Regions from separate parts of the Oryctolagus cuniculus genome. Here region 1 is linked to region 2. The links are chromatin contacts, called in public Micro-C maps. All regions are on one chromosome and are shown on one strand. Each heading gives the region's core, a stretch centred on a gene start, on an enhancer-like site or on the middle of the called end of the contact. The rest is flanking DNA. Distances are from core to core; before and after follow the strand shown. Region 1 holds the start of ADRA2A (adrenoceptor alpha 2A). Region 2 has its middle 210 kb from the start of GPAM.

The links. Hi-C and Micro-C count contacts between places; a contact is called where the count stands out from the background.
Region 1: a Micro-C map of ear pinna shows a contact between it and region 2, with 3 times the contacts expected there. The contact joins the promoter of ADRA2A here to the enhancer-like site in region 2. A contact is called at or near these places in 2 of 6 Hi-C or Micro-C datasets (ear pinna and an unstated tissue).

The regions. Positions count from the first base shown.
Region 1 is chr15:19,191,817-19,198,357 of mOryCun1.1, reverse strand. ADRA2A (adrenoceptor alpha 2A) reads left to right here and starts at 4,650. Exons shown (of 7, transcript NM_001082693.1): 1 at 4,650-5,346; 2 at 5,348-5,433; 3 at 5,436-5,590; 4 at 5,592-5,613; 5 at 5,615-5,717; 6 at 5,720-5,739; 7 at 5,742-6,011. The coding sequence starts at 4,650. The coding sequence ends at 6,011.
Region 2 is chr15:18,196,746-18,203,403 of mOryCun1.1, reverse strand. No RefSeq gene overlaps it. Among named protein-coding and RNA genes, the nearest start is that of GPAM, 210 kb to the right of the region's middle. Within about 2 kb of position 2,888, at least 1 of the 8 cell types and tissues checked has an H3K27ac peak or open chromatin away from gene starts, as enhancers often do. A contact at or near this core is called in ear pinna, where this site is marked.

The sequences.
Region 1 (6,541 bases), core at 3,401-5,900, 990 kb before region 2:
GGCCATATGCAAAGTGGAAGTTCTCTCCTCCCTTCAGAGAAAAGCACATCCTTCTTTGATGGCCCCTTCTTTCCACTGGGGTCTCACCCACAGAGATCCTTCATGCAGAACAGTTTTTGCCACTATGTCTTGGCTTTCCATGCCTGAAATGCTCTCATGGGATTTTCAGCCAGATCTGAATGGCAGAGGCTTAACCTTGTCTGCCACAGCGTCGGCCCCGCGAAATGGTTTTTAAAGAGCTCATTTCAGGTGTGCTCTGGGAATACAGGGATAAACAGGATGGTCTTTGCCCCGTGCAAGACCATGGTACAAAGGAATCATGTCACTAGAGCAGGAGTTCATCTAAAGTATGGTTAAATACCCATGGGCACCTCTGACGGGGCCGAGGTTGCCAATCCAGCCAGTGCAATGTTTCCATCAGACTGGTCACGGGGGAGGCTCAGGCTTCTACAGTATCCTGATGCCACTCCAGTGCGCTGGGCAACAGACAAGGACTGAAAGAGTAACGTCTTGTCCTAACTCTTCTGCTCCAGTAGCCACGAATGCACCGGGATAGAGGGAGGGTTTGTCAGCTTGTCTGCACCCTCATCGCTGATGGAGCTCTTGCAGGTTTCCCTTTGCCAGTGCTGTAGGGGGCAGGGGTTCCCTGCAAGGGTGTTAGAAAGCAGGTCAAGCTGACAATTGGGAAACACAGGTCTTAGTCCGACCAGGCCACTTATTAGCTGGGCAATTTACTTAGCCTCTTGGAGCCTTGCTTTTCCCTGCTATAGAGGCAAATAACAGTATCAACACTCAGGGGTTGTTTTAAAATTATACAGAATAATATATAGCACATAAACTGCTCAGCATCATGCCTGGCATGTGGTCTATGCCAATATATAGGACTTATTTTTATGAATAATAGAAGTAGTAATGGACTCGCATTGGTGCCCAAAGGTGAACTTAGGGCATCAAAGCCAACCTCCTCATTTACAGTGACTATCAAATGTTTGCTGCGCCCCAGCTCCCTGGATGGCTATGGCAGCATCCAAGCAGGCTGCTGGCTGGACAAACAGGGCACTGAGTCTGGGACTGGGGCCTCTGCCTTCTAGCTCTGGTTGGCTCCCAAAGTCCCCAGGTAGCTTGGACACGGACACCCCCTCCAGTCCTTGCTCAGTAATCCCTCCCCATTGAGCTTAGTGTTTTGGGTGGTGGGTCCTCAGCAGGATGTGCTACAGCAGCCTCCAATGAGCTCTGCTAAAATACACAGGCCGCATCCCACCCTGGACTGGAGGGATCACCATTTCTCCGGCAGGGCATTGCTAAGTGCATTTTGCCTTCCCAGGCAATGCTGATACACAGGCCTGGGGAAGAATTATTGTCTTCACAAATGGCTCTCTGCTCAGCATTGCCTCACTCAGCAGGCACAGCAGGAAATCCTCAAGCGAAATTTAATGGTGTCCATGTAGCTTTTCAAAGCTGGAGATACGGACCCTGTGACGATAAGGAACCCATGTCAGAGGAAGAACTGTGTATACAAGGGCTCTGCACGTGCCCCTGCTGGACATGACTCAGCTAGGTCCTTAACAAAAGGCAACTGTTATTAACATTGCTTGTGCATCGGCCTCAGGGTCCCTAGCTCTTTGGAAGACCCGTTTCCATTTTAGGAGAAAAGACTCCAAACCCAAGAATTAACAAACCAAATTGGCTGTTTGGGAAACATTCAGAAATTGTGATGAGAGGACTCACACACAAGTTCGCAGCAGCGATTTCAAGACAGGGAAGCCCTGTAGACTTGCTTCCATTTCTCTTTGCTTCTAGTGAAATAAAAAGGAGGCCAGTATGTTGGAAGCCCGTGATGGGTTTCCGTAGCTCCAAGTTCTATGAACGTTGCAAACGACAAAGGGCTGTGGCCTTTGATTTTTGCCAGTCCAAAATCACTCATCCTTGAGGCTTGAGGCTCTCAGTGCTGCATGCAAGTCACACTTCCAACCGAGCCCATTGGCAGTGCACCTGCCCTCTGCCAAGAAACTCAGAGCGTGGGGAAGCGGCTCCTTCGCAGCCTTCTTTAGATTCCCCAGAACTGGGCTATGAAAGGCTCCAAGAATTTAGGCCAGAGAGGGAGGTCGTCCCGCTGGGGGAGAGTTTGGAGGCGAAGTTACAGAGGCTGGATGAGACATCTGAGTTTGAAAGGTCACCAAGGTCAAGGCTACACCAAGAGCAGGAGCAGTAGCAACTGCATCCCTGGGGGCTGCAAGTACAGGGTTCAAAGGTGATGTTCAAGGTCCTCACCCCCAGCCAGACCCGAGGCTGCATCTGGCTGGTCTGTCCAGCCTCTGCCAGTCCAGCTTGGGTGACTACAAAAGGCATTTTGGTTTATTGGTCCCATAAGACAACTTGTCCTGAGATCTAATCTCTCTCCCCCTGACACCTCCTATCCCTCCGAGGCTTTACTCTTATGCTACCCGTTGACTTAGAAGCTATGCCGGGACAGCCAGCACTCATGGGGAAAGTGGCCCGTCACCCCCGCCGTGCTTTGTTAACCCAGAGAGAGAACCTGGAAAACACCCTGTCTGCCTCGGTCGGACCCGTACCCCCACTGAAATTTGGTCTGTGTGCACCTTGAGTAGATTTTGTGTCTCGACAAAGTTCCCGGAGCTGCGTGCCCGGAGACGCAGGATCCGGCGTGGGGGATGCCAGTCCCGCAGAGCCCTTCCTGATGCGACCTTATCATGGAACCTCTGCTTGAGGAAGACTTCGGCAACACAACGAAGTGCGATGAAAGTCGAGGCGCTCCGGCTCTTAGAGAAAGAGGCACCGCAGACAGAAAACAGCGGAGACACGAGGCGCTCGGCGCTCGGGGTCGCTTCCCAGCCGTGGCGGCGAGCGGCCAGCAGGTGTCAGTGCGCCCTCGCTCTGCCGCCACGCGCGGCCTCCGCCTCCAGGACCCCTCCCCGCAGCGAGCTAAGGGGGCGCGGTCCGGAGTCCGGGCTGCTCTGGTCCCGCAGACACCTCTGGCTGCGGGGAGGGGGGGGGGGGGACACACGTGGCCGCCTCTTCCCCCGAGGGGATGCCTGATCCCTGGCCTGGCCCGGCTCGCTCCCCCGCGGGTGCTGTCCATTCCGCCCCAGGGGCTCGATCCGAACCCGCACCTTCCTTCCCCGCCACGAATCCTCGCGCCCCGGCGGCCAGGAGCACCTGCGGACGACGGCGGCCTGGCTGTTGGGGTTGCGAACCGTGCCGGAGGCGAGGCGGCTTCTCCGGATTTGGGCCACGGTTCCCCGCCAGCCCCTTCCTTGCAGGACCCAGCTGGCTATGGGGACTCCTGGGTGCCCGCCGCCTTCTGCCGGCCCGGCCCGGCCCGGCCAGCTCGCAGCAGGAGCCGCCTCCCACTCCTCTGTCTGGTGTCTGTCTGGTGAAGCCCCTCGCTCAAGGTCTCCGCCTCCGGAGCGGGCCGGCTCAGCCTCGGGGGCAGCGCTCCCCGGGGTCCTGCGCGGGGTGCGGGCGCTAGACTGGCGGAGGGGAGGCGCGAGGGGCGGAGGAGGGTCGGCTTCCCACGTGGGGGCTGACGCCGGCTGCTCGGCGACGCCGGCTTGATCCTGGGACTATAAAACCAGTCCACCGTAGCGCGGCGAGCAGCAGCGGCTCCGGCTTCCGTGCAGACGCCCAGCGGCCGGCGCGCCGCCGCCCGGCCACCCCAGCGCTGTCTCTGCGGCCGCGCGCTCCTGCCCCAGCTCACGCCGTCCCCGGACCCCCGGCCCGGCCGGCTGGCAGGGCTCGGCGCCCACCCGGTCGACGGCCAGGAGACGCCCTGCCACGGGCCGGCGGCTCCCGGAGCGGCGCCTGCTCACCTGCCCCCAGCCTGCCTGAGCCCTGGGGCGCTTTCATGCGGCGCCCACACCCCTCGCCCCGCCACCGCCCCCGAGCTCCGCGCGTCGCGCTCCAGCCCCCGCAGGGAGCGCAACTTTGGAAGTCCCGCGGCGCTCCGAGAGGCGGCGGAGTCGGTGCCCTGGCCCCGGGCCGAAGGCGGCCCGCACCGCCGCGCCTGGGGGCAGCGAGAGAGCCGGTCCTCGCCTCGGGGATCTAAGGAGACAGACGCAGGACCCCAGCCCGCACCCGCACGCCGGCTCCGCTTCCTGGGGGCGCGGCGGACCTCGCACACGGTAAGCCAGCCCTCTCGCTTTCGCTCAGGCTCAGGAGTCGAGATACACATATATTCCGTACATATAGAACTTGCAGACACAGAAACAATTTCCTGTCGCCCTTCCAAGCCAGCCGGCCACCGATGATTTCTGTTCCTTCTTGAAGAATAAATCTCGTTTTGCCCACCGGCTCACTCGCCCTAATCTCTCCCTTGGCGGACAAACAAAACTTGGCCGTGTACAGGGGCCCCGAGAGAGAAGGCGCCCACGCGGAGCGCCCGCAGCGGCGGCCGGCGCTGTTCGCGGGAGCCGGGACCATGAGCCCCCACTAGCGCCCTCCCAGCTCGGGCGCGGCCTCCCCGCGGCCCCCTCCCTATGTGAGGCGCTGCGGGGCGCGCGGGGCGCGGGAGGAAGAGGAGGACCCACGGACGCCGGGCCGGAAGGCTGCTGGCAGCAGGCCCGGGCGAGCGGGCGCCCGCGTTCATGTTCCGCCAGGAGCAACCGCTGGCCGAGGGCAGCTTCGCGCCCATGGGCTCCCTGGAGCCGGACGCGGGCAACGGGAGCTGGAACGGGAGCGAGGCGCCAGGGGGCGGCGCCCGGGCCAGCCCGTACTCCCTGCAGGTGACGCTCACGCTGGTGTGCCTGGCCGGCCTGCTCATGCTGCTCACCGTGTTCGGCAACGTGCTGGTCATCATCGCCGTGTTCACCAGCCGCGCGCTCAAGGCGCCCCAAAACCTCTTCCTGGTGTCGCTGGCCTCGGCCGACATCCTGGTGGCCACGCTTGTCATCCCCTTCTCGCTGGCCAACGAGGTCATGGGCTACTGGTATTTTGGCCAGGCGTGGTGCGAGATCTACCTGGCGCTCGACGTGCTCTTCTGCACGTCGTCCATCGCGCACCTGTGCGCCATCAGCCTGGACCGCTACTGGTCCATCACGCAGGCCATCGAGTACAACCTGAAGCGCACGCCGCGCCGCATCAAGGCCATCATCGTCACCGTGTGGGTCATCTCGGCCGTCATCTCCTTCCCGCCGCTCATCTCCATCGAGAGGAAGGGCGGCGGCGGCGGCGGCGGGCGGCAGCGCTGCGAAATCAACGACCAGAAGTGGTACGTGATCGCCTCCTGCACCGGCTCCTTCTTCGTGCCTTGCCTCATCATGATCCTGGTCTACGTGCGCATCTACCAGATCGCCAAGCGCCGCACGCGCGTGCCGCCAAGCCGCAGGGGTCCGGACGCCTCCGCCACCACCACCGCCGCCGCCGCCGCCGCCGCGCCAGCCGGGGCCGCCGAGCGCAGGCCTAATGGCCTGGGCCCCGAGCGCGGCGCGGGCTCCGCGAGCGCCGAGACCGAGCCGCTGCCCACGCAGCTCAACGGCGCGGCTGGCGAGCCCGCAGCGGCCGGGCCGCGCGAAACCGACGCGTTGGACCTGGAGGAGAGCTCGTCGTCCGAGCACGCCGAGCGGCCCCCGGGGCCCCGCAAGCCGCGGGCCCCGGGCAAGGCCCGAGCGAGCCAGGTGAAGCCCGGGGACAGCATCCCTCGGCGCGCGCCCGGGACCGCGGGGCCCGGGGCGTCGGCGGCCGGGCCCGGGGAGACACGCGCCGGGGGCGCCAAGGCGTCTCGCTGGCGCGGGCGGCAGAACCGCGAAAAACGCTTCACGTTCGTGCTAGCCGTGGTCATCGGGGTGTTTGTGGTGTGCTGGTTCCCCTTCTTCTTCACCTACACGCTCACGGCCGTCGGCTGCTCCGTGCCGCCCACGCTCTTCAAGTTCTTCTTCTGGTTCGGCTACTGCAACAGCTCGCTGAACCCGGTCATCTACACCATCTTCAACCACGACTTCCGCCGCGCCTTCAAGAAGATCCTATGCCGCGGGGACAGGAAGCGGATCGTGTGAGCCGGCGAGGCGGTGCGGGGACCCGGGTCCTGCCCGCTGCTGCCCGCGATTCCAGGCTCGGAGATTGCCCCTGCAGTTCGCAGGAGGGCAGGTTCCTGCCGGCAGGGCTGGCCGGCCATGCGCACCCCCGCCCGGCCGCTGTCGGGTGTCCTGGTGGGTCCCCCTTCATCAGTGTTGTTTCCTAAAGGCGGGAGCCCCCCACCCCGCACCCCAGACCGGCTCCCCAGTGGACTCCGCAGGGCCCGACTCGCCCAGGGTTAAAGGACAGCGGGGGTCACCCAGCCCTGGCTAACTGGTCTCCCTCCCCACTTGCAACTTTAAAAAAAAAAACAAAAAGCAAGGACAAAAAAACACTCAGGGCAGTCCTGCCCACGCCTCTCACCTCCCACTGTAAATAGACACTATTTTTGATAGGACGCCCCCATCCCTCGGGGTTCCCCAGCCCTGGGTTTGGATGCTGGAATCCAGGCTGCCCTTAGAACCCGCCAGAGGCAGATGGCAGCCGTCAGGCTCAGGCTGACCCCCTTGGC
Region 2 (6,658 bases), core at 1,639-4,138:
ATGTTATCATTCCGAAACAAGGAGACACTCTGCAGGAGAAGAAGCCAGTGCAGACACAAGCAGACCTGAAAGATGAAAACAACTTCTCCCAAACATATTCCTGCTATCACCATTACAGTGAGCAGCACATATTTTAAAGCGTAGGTCATTTCTGACTTTGATAGTAGCCATTTTATACATACTTTAGGTAAGTGTGTTATGATCTGAATGTTTCAGTACCTTCATGAGCAAACAGACACATACTTTTAACCTACAGCAAGTATGTCTCATTTAACTAAATCCACATTATTTTCACTTGTTCTGGGACAAATACAGGGATATTTGAAGGATTCTAGGAAAAGTGAGAAATTATTCTTCCCCTAGAATTTTATAATACCTCTCACTTCGGAAAGAGACGCATTAGATTTTAATGGGAGTCTGTTGTACCCATCTCCATTGGAATAGCACATGGACATCTAAGGTTTATGTTATCACATGTTTTATTAATAACCTCAAAGCCAATGGAGATATAGGTGAGTCAAGCTGTTTCCTGGATCTAAACCATGAATTGTACCAAACCAGAGATGATGACTCCAGTGGGACACTGCCATGTATTTTTAAACTTTTGAGATTGGAGAGTAGCTTGTTTTCGAAAAAGAACAGCCTGTCCTATTGAATGACTCATTTGAGAAACTTCCATTTTTGTGCCATTTTAAAGCTGAGTTTCAGACTTGAAATTTGGATTGCCTTTAAAGTAGACATGGTATTTGGATAACTTTATTTTGATAAAATATCACATCATCACATCATAGATGCCACAGTCCCTGTTTCTATTTACCCCTTAAAATAATCATTAAATTCAATAGTTTTTCCAAGATTTGGATCAACTTAGGAGCAAGAGAGCCACAAGGCAATATCCTACTTCTCCATAGCACTGTCCGGTTTATGGAAGAGCCTTCATAGGCATGGTTCCTCAGAAATCAGCATTGTCGACTAGTGACTATATCTAAGCAGTTGTTTGTCATGTTCATGAGGCATTATTTATTTTATCCATTCTTATTCTCTACCAAATTTCTGCTACGCATAGAGAAGTTCTCAGAATTTATCTCCCACTTGGATTTTGCAAGAGCCTCACAACTTGTCCCCACTGCCTAACTTTTATTCTCAATATTCTTCACGGATAGCTCTTACAACATCATTTCCCAACTGCATGTTGAGAGTGTGTGTGTGGGGTGGGGGGGGAGATAGGCATCTGAATAGTTACCGATGGTCAGCCCTGCATTTCCAATGCCAAGTCCGATCCATCCTTCATTCTCACAAGGTTCACAGAGGAAGACTGAATTGGTACAAAGCTGAAAGATAGGGAGACAGACTTGGAAGCATACACACGAAGATGGAAGAATGGGCAAAAATCACATGAGTGGGAAAGCTCCAGTGGAACCAGGAAGGTTTAGGAGGCCAAAGTGACCAGCACAAAGCCCTAAGAAAAACAGCGATACCGAAAGGGTTTTGTAAGCTCTGAAATGGCTTAGTCCCACTCAATAGTTTAGGGACAATCTAAATATTTGACTGCTTCTGAAGGAACCAAAAGTAAGAGAGACAGAAAAGACAGTGATCTCTCTCTCAGTACAGGACGTGATGTGAGGGAGGAAAGAGGCCCTCTTTAGGGCACATCGGTTTGTGACAGTGAAGCCTCAGGAGGGAGCTCAGCTCCAAGGACGGTGCTGTCTTCTAAGACTGCAGTGACCACTTCTGTGAAGCTCTGAGGCCCCATCAAGAGGGCAACAATGAGGGCTGGCCCTGTGGCATGGTGGGTTAAACTTCTGCCTGCGGTGCCGGCATTCCATATGGGCGCTGGTTCAAGTCCCAGCTGCTCTGAGTTTCCTGGCTCCCTGCTGATGGCCTGGGAAAGCAGTAGAAGGCACTGGCCCAAGTGCTTGTTGCCCCTGCACCCACATGGGAGTCCTGTAGGAAGCTGCTACCTCCTGGCTTCGGATCAGCTCATCTCTGGCTATTTGGGGAGTGAACCAGAGGCTCTCTGTCTGTAACTCAGCCTCACAAGCAAATAAATGAATAAATCTTTAACCAAAAAAAAAAAAAAAAAAGATGGTACCAACGGTGCACCAGCAGAGGCTGGCTCAGTCCCCAGGTCCTGAACCATTTCAGTCTTATACAAGCTACTTCAACACACTTAAGGACAATGGAATTAAAAGATGAGTTTCAATTCAAAAAATTCTGTAATCTATGCATACCAGGAATCTTCAAACAAGTTCACGGCAAAATGCATGTCATGAAAGAGCTAGGCATGGATTTCAAACTTTTTTGGCACCAAAACAAACTTATTTTTTAATTTCCTTTTTCCAAAAACTTTTTGAAGTGTGCTTGGACACTGTGGCCAGCCAAGAGGAGCAGCAGCACCAAGGAATTTTGAGAAGGCATCTAGAAATAGAACAGACTCTATGTCAGGTATCACATTCCAACGCAGTGTACTGGCAGGTTTGGAGGAGCTAAGTGACCCCTGTGAAAAGCCCCTGAGAGATGGGACTGCTCAGCTAGGCAGGTGCACACCATGCTTGGCTGACTATTCCCTAGTACCTAGGGAGCTTGTTAAAATGCACACATTTCCAGGAGCTCTACCTACAGATTCAAGTTCAGCGAATCTTGGATGATGCTCCAACTTCCAAATTTTTAACAAGCTCCCAGGTGATCTGCAGGCCTGGCCAGCTTGGAAGGTAGCCTTGGAGGCTAAGCCTGCTCTACAAGGTGCTCCATCCAAGGCTGTTCCACTTTCCCTTACCCAGGTTCCCAAGCTAACTGGGTGCCTGGTGAGTCTATTAGGTGCCAGCTGTTTATCATTTACTTCACAGTGGTAAGTCCCAGTGCATGTACATTGGAATCACCTATGAGTTTTAAGTTTCAAAATCCAGGGGCAGGAGTTTGGTTACAGAAGCCAAGACCCTACTTGCAACACCCACAGCCCATACCAAAGTGCCTGAGTCTGAGGACTGGATCATTGCCCAATTCCAGCTTCCTGCTATTGTGTAAACTAGGAGACAGTGGTGATGGCTCAAGTGGTGAGTCCCTGCCACCCACATGGAAGATCTGGCTTGCCTTCCCAGTTCCTGGCTTCTGCTTGGCCCATTCCTTGTTCCTCTAGCGATTGGATTGATCCAGTAGATGGAGGGAAAATGGGTTCATGTGCATGCACACCCTCTCTCCACCTTTCAAATAATTTATTTTTTAAATTTTCTGTTCATCTACTTGAAAGGCAGAGTGACAGAGAGGGAGAGAGAAGGAGAAAGACATCTACCATTTACTGGTTCACTACCCAAATTATCACCAACAGTCAAGGCCAGGCCAAGCTGAAGCCAGGAGCTCCATCCAGGTCTCCTGTGTGGGTGGCAGGGGCCCAAGCTCTTGAGCCATCACCCACTGCCTCCCAGGGTGCATCAGCAGGAAGCTGGATCAGACACAGAGGAGCCAGGACACAAACAAGCACTCAGATACGGAAGGAGGCATCCCCAGGAGCAGTTCAACCCCCAATGCCACAACACACATCCTTAATTAAATAATTTAAATATTCTTTTATAAAAGCTTCAAAATCCAGAGTTCATTCAGCCCCAAGTAAATCACAGCTGGGGGAGGGGTTTAGACACATGTCAATACTTGTTTAAGCTTCCCAGGTGATCCCAACAGAGATATTTTTGCAAATCAAAGTTCAATAGTCTTGATACTCAAATTGTGGGTTACAGAACAACAGCATGAGCACCCCCTGGGAGCTTGTTAGAAAAGCAGAAGAACTGAATTAAGATCCGCATCGTAACAAATCTGCAGATAATGTGTGTGCATAGACCTGTTCCAAAAAATCCAGTTCTATTTGTTGGAATCTCATCATTGCTTTGTCAGTGTTGAGATCAGTTCTGAAGGAGCAGATAGGGATAAAACAGATAAGGCTCTGCAGCTAACTCTCAGGTTCACAGGCACAAACCAGGAACTCATGTTTAAAGGACTGATGACTGTGGAAAGATCCAGCTTGCCCTGCCCCACCCCAGGGCATTCAGCACTTACAGACACCACATGTTCATTACGATATTTTTTTTTTTTGACAGGCAGAGTTAGACAGTGAGAGAGAGAGAGACAGAGAGAAAGGTCTTCCTTTTTCCGTTGGTTCACCCCAGAAGTGGCCGCTACGGCCACCGTGTTGTGGCCGGCACATTGCACCGATTCGAAGCCAGGAGCCAGGTGCTTCCTCCTGGTCTCCCATGCGGGTGCAGGGCCCAAGGACCTGGGCCATCCTCCACTGCCTTCCCAGGCAATAGCAGAGAGCTGGCCTGGAAGAGGGGCAACTGGGACAGAATCCGGCGCCCCAACAGGGACTAGAACCCGGTGTGCCGGCGCCACAGGTGGAGGATTAGCCTAGTGAGCCATGGCGCCAGCCCCATTACAATATTTCTATTTGCTAGCCGTCTAAGCTGAAAGACCTTGGCATAAGTTGCTTAGTTTGTGGGCCACAGCACCAGCCCAGCCCGCTCAGCCACAGGAGCCTGCCCAGAGACCCCCGGAGTCTGCAGGCAGTTGCATCCTCCCCCCCCCCGGCCCCACCTATCCCACTGTCACAGGTCCTGTGCTGGATACACCTGAGTGACAGCGGCTGACTGCTGAGCTGGCTGAGGACGCAAGACACAGTTGGCAAACTGCCTGCATGACTCTGTCACTGGGAGAGAAGGCGACCCGTGGATAAAATCCCTGGCAAGCACAAGCTCAGAGCAACATCCTGGTGCAGACCTCTTTCTGTTGTAATTGCCAATTTGTCCATGTCAGCGTGACAGCCGCATCTAATGTACCATGCATAAGCAGCCATTCTCTTCCGGCGAGGTGAAACCAGGGCAGAGGCCTCTGTCAGTTACCAGCTGACGAGCAGGACTCTCCCAAGTCCCGGAGGATGGGATGGTCCTCTGGCAGAACTGCTCTCCCTCCACACTCAGGGTAGCATGAGGAGTAAATGAGATCATCTTTTCAAAACGCTTTGGACAAGGCAATTTTATTATTGCATTTATTGTCATTTTCTAGGGTGACAGTCTCATTTTTACACTCTCAACTTTGCAACTCAAAGAAGAAATAAGTTCATTAAGCAGATTTCTCCCACCTCTCCTCTCTGGCACCCTCTGGAACGCCTTTTGTAGATGTTACATGGATCAGCAGAAGCTGGGAACCTCCGAAAGCAAGGCAGAAGGAAGAATGCTCAATGGACTATGCGCCAGTGACAAGCTGGCAGGGAGCACGAAGCCTCGACTGAGCAGGCAGGAGGAACCATAGCACACACATCTTCAGCTGCTCTCATTCGAGCTTCCAGAGTTAGGCCAGAGTTTTCCAGACTTCAGCAGGAAACAAAATCCCCTGGAGTTGTGCTGAGCCCCACCTCCCGTGTTTCTGAACTGATATGTCTGGACTGGAGTGCAGGACTAGGCACTGCTAAACAGCACCCAGGGATGCTGATGCTGCTGGCCCAGGGACCACACTCTGAGCCCCAGGGAGCTCATGCAACCCCAAGAACAGAGGTGGGGTTCAGGAAGCAGGGAGGCAGCTTCACGAGGTAACTCCCTCCATTCTCCTTTGGTCAACAGAGCAGCTTTGTTCTGTATAGATAATCTTCGACTTGTGATGAGGCTATGTCCTGATAAATCCATCCTAAGCTCAAAATAACCAAAGTCAAAAAATGCATTGGATTACATCTAACCGAACGAACATCACAGTTTAGCTGCAGAACATATTGGGAGAGCATCAATCATTTTTTTCTGTGATCATATTCACTGTTAACTGCACAGCAACCCAAGAGATGATCATTCTACACACAACTAGCCCCAGAAAATATAAAAATTCAAAATTCGAAGCATAGCATCTACAGAATGACTCTTGCTTTTGTGCCATGATAAAGGCAATAAATCCTAAGCTGAGCCATCATAAAGCAAGGACTGTCTATACTCAGATTGAGAAGACAACACAAACATGGAACAATAGTCCACCTGAAAGAGTAATCAAAGACATGGATATGGTTTTTCAGTGACATTATCATTGCTATTGTTAGTCCATGAAATGAGTAAAAAGAATTATAATAATCAGTTCTTGTAATGAAAGGTGGATTTATAACACAATACCACTGTGGTACACTGGCCCAAACCTTCAGGAAAGCAGGTGGGAGATAATTAAAGAGCAATAAAGATGTTTATACTTTTGCAGTGAAAAAAATACCTCTTGTGACAATCTCTCTTTAACAAACTATTCATGGTATCTATTGCCAAAGCGTCCCAAAGGCCTGTGCCAAGCTGCCCTTCTGCCAGCAACACGGGTCAGCTCAGGTCACCCCAACTTGCATCAGCACTTGGAACTTTCGGTCCTACAGACCCCAGGCATTCTTGGGGGGACACAGGGGTGGCTCCCTCTGCTTCAGAGCATTCTCAACATCTGGGAAATTAACATCCTAGGAAACACAGCAGCAGAATGTTACTTGTTACGGGAGAGATCTCCCAAGTGTAGCAGAAATGAAACTCCCGGGCTTAGAAAGCCAGCAGAGTACTCGCTGGGTGCATCAGCCTGGACCAGAGGTTGATGCTCGGCGAACGTGGTTCAGTGCGGCCACTAGAGGCGCTGAGAGGGAATTACACTAAAGACAGAGCAGGAC